2 separate regions of the Muntiacus reevesi genome follow, and region 1 is linked to region 2. The links are chromatin contacts, called in public Hi-C maps. All regions are on one chromosome and are shown on one strand. Each heading gives the region's core, a stretch centred on a gene start, on an enhancer-like site or on the middle of the called end of the contact. The rest is flanking DNA. Distances are from core to core; before and after follow the strand shown. Region 1 holds the start of FBXO48 (F-box protein 48). Region 2 holds the start of LOC136163073 (gastrokine-3-like).

What was found. A called contact is a pair of places that touch in the nucleus more often than the background predicts.
Region 1: a Hi-C map of muscle shows a contact between it and region 2, with 11 times the contacts expected there. The contact joins the promoter of FBXO48 here to the promoter of LOC136163073 in region 2. A contact is called at or near these places in 2 of 3 Hi-C or Micro-C datasets (blood and muscle).

The regions. Positions count from the first base shown.
Region 1 is chr3:38,169,440-38,173,759 of mMunRee1.1, reverse strand. It overlaps FBXO48 (F-box protein 48), which reads right to left and starts at 2,522. Exons shown (of 4, transcript XM_065927251.1): 1 at 2,317-2,522; 2 at 1,656-1,781; 3 at 1-330. The coding sequence starts at 294. It overlaps APLF (aprataxin and PNKP like factor), which reads left to right and starts at 2,784. Exons shown (of 10, transcript XM_065927248.1): 1 at 2,784-2,802.
Region 2 is chr3:37,767,427-37,771,783 of mMunRee1.1, reverse strand. LOC136163073 (gastrokine-3-like) reads left to right here and starts at 2,146. Exons shown (of 6, transcript XM_065927507.1): 1 at 2,146-2,157; 2 at 3,459-3,512; 3 at 3,914-4,048. The coding sequence starts at 2,146.

The DNA of each region.
Region 1 (4,320 bases), core at 1,273-3,772, 400 kb before region 2:
ACCACTCTCTAGATCGTCATCTATCTCTCTTTGACAGACAGCTCTTACAGTCAGGCAGTGAGGTTTCCACAAGGAGTCGCTGTGTCTTATTGCATGATTCCAGCTCCTGCATGTCACCGAAGCCCTGCACAAGCTCCGGATGTCTAGCTGACTGAAAATTTTAAAAGTAACTTCTGGAGGCAGCAGTTCAACAAAATTATTTTGACACTCTTTTTTTTCCTTTTCAGCATCCACAGAGTTCAATTCTATGTCAGAAACTCTTGAAGCGTGGTTTCTCTTGGAGTTTTTCTTCATAGCTTGGTATTTTAGTGAATTATCCTCATATATAACCTGAAAGGCAAAGGCTAAATATATTCACTGCCTTTAGACCAGACTGTAGACGCCCCTTTGAGCCCGATACTTTCGTGGTTAGATTTAACGAATTTTAACTTTCTTGACTTGAACTCTTCAGTCTGTCAAATGGAGCCAGTGATGCTAATCTGGTGTGTCTTCCTACAAGGATGACCAGAGATGATGAGTGAAGAATTTAGCTCTACGTCTGAACTGCACGCAGGAGACATGCAACACATGCTACTCCTTTTCTTCTTTTTAGATATTTTTGGTAAATGAGTTTCTTTCTAAACATTTGTTTTTCTACTCCCAAAGAAAATTATCTGAAAAAGAGATGTGATTCTTCACATTCAGTCTATAATTTATTTTTAGTAGTAGAAATAACTATGGTGAGAACACATGCTATTCCAAGTATTGATTGAAAAAACTTTTGAAAATGTATATGTTTCAGTTCTACTCAACTCATTGAATATTAGTCTGTGGGAACAAATGCCGTGTCTTTAAGTTTTTCACTTATAACTTGTGACTTAATGACAAACCTAATGAACTTTCAGTAGTTTATATAAGAATTGTTTATCTACTTGCACTTAATAGGTAAGTGCTCACATTTGACACAAATGCTGTCTGAAATGGACAAGAGGTTGAGGCCTGGGCTATACTGACAAAATCGCAAATATTCAATTAGTTATAAGAGTTGTGTTTTAGAAAGCTTCTTGAGGCTATTCCACATGTATAGTTAATTACGAACTAAGATAACTAGTCATTAAGGCCATCAAACAACAGTGACTAACAACTAAAAACAATATTTATAATGCATCTATGTAAACCACATGACTAAAGATTGAAAGTCCAGTCTGAGCTAATTTACCGAAGGTGCATGGTTTAGGCTCCCGATATCAGTTGAAAGTATGGAGGTATTTTGGCATATAAAGACAGTTCATATTTACTTAAAATCAGTTTATTCCAGTTTGTACTGCCTTTTATAGTGAGGGGTGTTGGCGCAGGAGGGGTTTCAGATATACCTAATACTTTATTTTTCTTAGCTAATGACAAATTCCCCTTTCTAGATGTGCTCAGTTCAGTTCAGTTCAGTTCAGTTGCTCAGTCGTGTCCGACTCCTTGAGACCCCATGAATTGCAGCACGCCAGGCCGCCCTGTCCATCACCAACTCCCGGAGTTTACTCAAACTCATGTGCATCGAGTCGGTGATGCCATCCAGCCATCTCATCCTCTGTCGTCCCCTTCTCCTCCTGCCCCCAATCCCTCCCAGCATCAGGGTCTTTTCCAATGATCTAGATGTGCTACTCACCTATATGTTTCTATACCTGTCAAGACCACAGATGCTCCCGTTCATTTGGTTATGATCCAAGTTGGCTACAGTGGTCAGAATTTTAATGTCTGACTTCGACAGAGGATTTCCTCTTGAGAGTTTGGGGAAGTAAGAAAGCAAACTGCAAAAAAATAAGTTCATAAGTCAAATTTTGCCCTTCCACCCTCTAGCCCTCATCAATATAAACTAAAGCCAAACTATTCTTGAAAAGAATCTCATACTAGGAGAAAGTTACTGTGCATTTAAACGCACATTTGTTGTTTCTCCTAAGATCTCCCTGGAGATAAATACGTCCTCCCGTTACAATTACTCCACACGAGACAGATGAAAGCATTTGAATTTAACAGATGGGGGTGCCTAAACCCCACTAGGCATTTTTCTTCTTCTGAGTCCCATTTTGCCTGGATGTCTAGAAACCTATCCTCTTCTTTCTAAACCAAACTTTGCTAAATTACCTCTCTAATTAGGTGACAGGTCACCCCTCTTTAAGGTGTCACACGGAGGGAGGAATCGTAAAGCAGGGCAGACGCTCGGCTCTCGGGGAGCCTCCACCCCAGGCAGACACTGCAGGCCGTCGGGAAAGACCTCACGTCCCATCTGAACCACCCTCCTGGCATGCCCGGAGCCCACAGCAGCTGTCGGAGTCCAAAGAATACCTGGGCATTGACAGGTAAACAGTAACAACTGTCAGCCCCGACTGTCACCGCAGCTCCGGTCGGCCGAGCAGAGGCTGTGCGAGCGCCAGGACTGCGCCCCGGATTACGTCTGCCAGACGTCAGCGCAAAGGGAGGACCCCCTCCTACCTACTGGAAAGCTGCTACCTCTCGATCCGCGATTTAAATTGTTTAGAAATCGAATCCTTCCCCCAGTCCCTTTCTTCCCACCCACTCTAGCCCCGCCTTGCTGACTCAGATTTCGCACAGGCGCAGAGAGGGGCGCGCGTTGCCTCTTGGGATTGGTAGTTTTCCAGGGGCGCCTGAGATCGGCAGTGGAGGAGAAGGGAAGGCGTCATGGACTACAAAGACCGGCGTCCTCCGAGACGGGTGGGCGGTGAGAAGCGCTGGGGTGGGGGGGGGGGGGAAATTGGGTAACCGGGGCTTTTAAAAGCCCGATTGGAGGCGGTGTGAAAGGGGATTCCCTGAGTACGTCACTGGCCGGAGTGGAGGGGCGGGGTTCGGTCCCCCTCGGTGGGGCCCCAGCTCCGCGCAGCCGGGGCACAGTGGAGGTCAGTCTTTGCTCTGCCTCCGGCTGTGTTTCTTGGGGCCTGCCTGGGCCTCGCGCCTGTCGTAGGAAGGCGGAAACGGCTGCAGGGTCTCGCCCCTTGCGAAGGGGTCTGTTTAATCCTCGCCGCCATGTCCGGGGGCTTCGAGCTGCAGCCGCAGGACGGCGGCCCCCGGGTGGCCCTGGCGCCCGGGGAGACGGTCATCGGCCGCGGGCCGCTGCTGGGAGTAAGTGTGGCGGGGGTTCGGCGGCCCCGGAGAACCGCGAGGTCCGGGCGGGCTCCTGAGGCCCTATTCTGGGTCCTGCCCGGGTTCCCCACCGCTCCGGCCAGGCCGTTCTGGATTTTAGAAGTTTGAAGGCAGCACGTTTTTCAGTCAACTTGAACTAACTCGCAGACGTTTCCTTCTGCTGCCTTTAAAAAGCACTGACCTGGATTATCGTCATTAGTGTTTTACCCGGAGGTCGGCAGACTATGGCCCTGGCTCCAAATCCAGCCAGCAATTGTTGGGACCCACATACTAAGAATGCTTCTCAGATTAAAAAATGTAAACAAAAAAACCCATATTAGCCTTTAAGGGAGAAGAATTTCTCTAAGGGTTGGGAATATTGCCTGTTAGCTTGATAAACCACGATATTTATAGTAGTTTCTTTCTGGCCCTTAACAGAAAAAGTCTGCCAACCTCTGATTTTAGTTTTTCTAGAATAATTTCTTTTAATCTTTGGCCGCTCTGGTGGTACTGCCTGGGCGTTACTTTTATTGTAATAATCTTTTTCAGTAACGTCAGTGACTCACCTTTATGTAGTGTGTAGAATTCCAGGCATTGATCTAAAGACTACTTGTACCAGCTTCTTTAAACCTTTCCAAACTTTTTGAGTTGGGTGCTCGTATCTTCATTGTTCAGATGAGAAAATTGAGCGAGTTATTTAAGGGACACACACACAAGATTTTGGGTTACAGTGCAACTGGATTATGTATTCTTCCTCTGGGGTGTTTAGGAGTTAGAAAACTTGCCTGTAACGTTCTGGAAATTTGTCGATCTCTCACTAAATACATATATATTGTTTTCTCGACATGCAACGTGTCTTGTTTACTGGCCACTTTATGCTGCGCGTCTGCAGACCCTAGCACTGCGGGGGTACACAGAGATACAATGGATACTTGCCCTCCAGTTTTCTCTTGGACTGTCTGAACAAAGCGTGTCAGTGAGCCTATACCAGGGAGTAAGGAGTCTGGTCACTTACCCTGATTATCCGCCAGTGTCTAAATGGAACCATTGGTATTAGGCTTAGGACCCCTTTCTGAGCAGAAAAAGGAAAGGTGATTCAAGGCGGTGATGGGGAAATTAGTTTTAGAGGAGTGTGAGTGTATGTGTATGTAGTGGGATTGAGAGACTTCAAGTTCACTTGCTGATTTTTTTTTTCTCACTTAAATGTGTATT
Region 2 (4,357 bases), core at 897-3,396:
CATGCCCCTGTGATTTGTGATGTTGAGCACCTTTTCATACACCTATTGGCCACATAAATGTCTTCCTTGGAAAAATGTCTCTTCAGTTTCTTTGTCCATTTTTTTTAACTGGATCATTTCCCATTTGCTATTGAGTTGTATAACTTCTTCAGATATATTGAATAATAATTCCTATTTAGATATATACTTTGCAAATATTTTCTCCCATTCTATAGGTTGTCTTTTTAATTTATTGATTGTTTCCTTTGCAGCACAGAAGATCTTTAGTTTGTCTATTTTAGCTTTTCTTTGCCTGTGTTTTTGGTGTGGTATCCAAAAAAATCATTGCCAAAACCAATATCAGGGATCTTTTCTCCTATGTTCTCTTCTAGAAGTTTTACACTTTCAGATCTTATCATTTACGTATTTGGTCCCAAATAGCCAAAGAAATTTTGAGGAAGAAGAACAAAGCTGGAGACGTAAAACTTTCTGATTTCAAACTATATTACACAGCTAAAGTAATCAAGATAATATGGTACTAATTGATGCTGTGGAGAAGGCAATGGCACCCCACTCTATTACTCTTGCCTGGAAAATCCCAGGACGGAGGAGCCTGGTAGGCTGCAGTCCATGGGGTCGTGAAGAGTCGGACACGACGGAAGCAACTTAGCAGCAGCAGCAACTGATGCTGGGAAAGATTGAGGGCAGGAAGAGAAGCGGACAGCAAGGATGAGGTGGTTGGATGGCATCACCAACTCAATGGACATGGGTTTGGGTAAACTCTGGGAGTTGGAGATGGACAGGGAGGCTTGGTGTGCTGCGGTTCATGGGGTTGCAAAGAGTCGGACACAACTGAGTGACTGAACTGAACGTAAAAACAGGAGCATTAGATCAGTGGAACAGAACAGTGAGTTCAGACATAACCAATGCATGTTCAGTCAACAAATTTTTGACAAAGGCATCACGACCATACAATGGATAAAGGATAATCTAGTCAACAAATCATGTTGGGAAAAATGCATAACCACATGCCCCAAAATGAAAGTCATTCTTTTATTGCATTTTACATATTCAGCCAATAACTATTGACCATGTGCTCTGTGCATGGTGTTTTTAAGATACTGACAGCCATAATATAATATAGAGATTATATTATCTGAGCCCTGGGTGACCTAAGCGCCCCAGGGCCCACTTAGTTTATGCTCCCATTGAAAATTCACAGGAAGTACTATAAGAACAGAGCTGTCTGTCTTCCACTTTGGTCATTCCAGTGCCCAGCCTCATCCATATACTTCATCTTTATCTCTGAAGAAATACGTTCATTTGATTATGACCTTTTGGAATTTGGTCCAGGTAGTTGGGTCACAACCAGTCAAGGGCTTGATAAAAAATAAGAAAATGTTTGAAATAGCCTGAGTTAGTATTGACTAGTCATAGAAAGTTGTTCTCTATGTCTCAGGAGATCCAGTGCGGCTCAAATTGTCCTTCATGGAAAAAGTCACCCTGAAACAAAGGTTGGGAGGAGAAAGACAAATTATAGAGTGGAAGCAAAATATCAGAATATTAGGATGTCACCCAGAGGTAGATCTTTGAAGAGGTTAAATGAGGTCAGCTTGGTGGGTGGGCAGAAGGCATTACAGGACCAACCCTGTGATTTGGGGTTTGGATGAAGAACTGGACCAGTCTTCTCGCCAATCTAATCTTGTGGTTACAATTCATCTCTTTTGGTTCCATAAGGTTTTTCTCAACCACCTCCACTATTAGTGAAGAGTTTCTCTGGAACTGGGAAATAGAAATGGTAAACACTGATTTTGTATCAGGACCACTTGGTGAGATCTACTATTTGCAATCCTTCCTTAACTATTAAAGCCATGGGCACACCAGCCCACAAAGCCTTGTTCTTTCCCATGTTTGCCTTATGTAACCAGTGGAGGTATTTGAGTAAAAGGAAAATATTTAGAAGTAGTTAAATAAAAGTGATAACAGTGATTACATAAACTTGCCTTTTCCCCCCCAAATGGTATTCAGATTATGATTAATTTCCCAGAATCTTTTACATGGTAGTAGTTGAAAGGTCCAAGACTATATAAACCAGGCTTAGAAAGTAAATAGGACACGAAAATTCTTTTATGCATGCAGTTGCCAAGGTTCTGAGAAAGAGGCAATATGAAACACCTTGTAAGTATATTTTCTGGTTTTGAATATAGGTAACTATGTTTTCAGAGCCAGAATAGCCAGGGAGTAGTTCCTTTTTCCCATCGACTCTTCAAATTAACCCTAAATAGAACTTCCAAATATTAACTTGGCACATAACTTCCCTGTTGGTAAGCCTCTCTTTTTTTAGAACATCAGAAAATGGGTCTTTCCCAAAAGAATTAATAGCTAGTTTCTTAAAAGGTCAACAATCTTTGCGGATTGAGTAGATATTCATATTTTAGGGTCTTTTCTTCCTAGATTCATTTTATTTATAAATTTCTGGCAAAGAAAATTTCAAGTGTATTTAACACATGGCACTAATTCTAAGAATCATTTAATAGAATATTATTGCTGTCTGTATCACATGTTTTTCCTTGGTTAACCTCATTGCATTGTGGTTATTATTCAGAGAGTAACTGTTGTCTTTTTCTTTGAAGATGTATCTCACATTCATGGTGTCATCACATGCAGAATACTGCATAGGATATTGTGGGGAGGGGGAGGAAGGGGGTTTCCTGTCGATTTCGGCTTATGTTGTAAGTGCTCTTGAGCTGAGTGAGCCTTAAGTAGACCAGATAATGAGCTGTGAGTTGTAAGGAAAGATTCTCTGCTACATTTATCTTAGCCTGTTCCCATCCTTCTAATTCTCTTTCACTATTTTCTGGTGTCTGAAATGCCTCCAATAGGTTAGGCAGGTCACACCAAGAGCAAGAGCAAACGATTCACTGCAAATATCTCAAGAACTACTCACCCTTGAGTAAAACCTATTTCAAAATAAGGTATAAACAAGTGATGCATAATATTTTATGCTCAGGCAAGGTGGAAGAAACTGGAGGAGAGGAAATTGGAAGGATATCAGATTCCAGAGGGGAGAGAGGGGGTCCCCACTGGTTGGGAAGAAAGAAGGAGGTATAGACAGGAAGACGGGGACCTGAATTATCACTTATTTTACAACTTGACTTAAGATGGCCCTGCATTATATGCAGATCAAGTGCTTGATCAGGTTGCCTAATCTTTAGCCCAGTGATTGATAGTAGACGTAGAACAAAACAAAAGGTATCTTTGAATGAATGATAAAGCTTTCCTTCTTGAGTAGCCAGTATATCGAACACATGGAATGACAGTCTCCTGATATATTTGGGGCCTCTAGGGCAAGAGACACTATAAAAATTACAGATTTTTTAAGACGGCTCCAACCCTGGGGTTCCTCTGAGCCCCAGGCCCTGGGCTCATCTGAGGCTAAGGGAGCCAGCCCTGTACACTGACATTTGTTTCCATTTCAGATTGTGCCTTCAATCCTTGTGGTCCTCTTCCTAGCTCCATCTCTGGCCCTGATGGTAAGTGAGGGTGGAGAGGGCTCAACCTGTCTGGTCCTCCTGAAGCAGAAGTACTTCAAAGGTGATAATCTGGGGTGCTGTGCTGTGATTAGTCACTCAGTCGTGTCCAACTCTTTGCAACCCCATGGACTGTAGCCCACCAGGCTCTGCTGTCCATAGGGATTCTCAAGGCAAGAATACTGGAGAGGGTTGCCATGCCCTCCTCCAAGCGATCTTCCCAACCCAGGGATTGAACCCAGGTGTCCTGCCTTGCAGGTGGATTCTTTACCATCTGAGCCACCAGGGAATCTGGAGGGGCCTCCGTCAAATTTCTTGTGAGGACCCCTTTATATCTGTGAGAGATGGGCAATGCAGGAACTCTGGACTTAGGACTGTTCTCCTTGCTGCCTTCTCTTCTCCAGAACATCAGTGACAACCATCCTCTGGATGGATATGTTGGGACCCAGAGCATCCATGTCAATGCCTTTCGAGGTATGGTCAGCATCCGAGACAACAATGTTTTGAGTGAATGGGATGGAGTCTTGGACTACAAGAATGTAAGATTTAGAAAACGTTCATTACAATGCCAAAGAAAGCCTTGCCTGCTCCAAAATTTAGCCTCCTGCTTTTCCAGAGAGAAGAGAACCCTGTCTACACAGGCCTTCTCTAAGTTTAAGGTCTTGAGGGAATACATCTCTCTTGGTAAGGAACCAGCTTTCATGCATTTGCAGTGACTTCTTTTTGAGCCATAGGAGGAGCTTCTGAGATCTCTAGGGATCCAGCACCCCTTTGTGTTCCTCTCCTGTGTTGACTTCACAGGGCTCCTGAAGGCCTCTGAAATAAGAGAGCTATTTTTAAGAATTCTG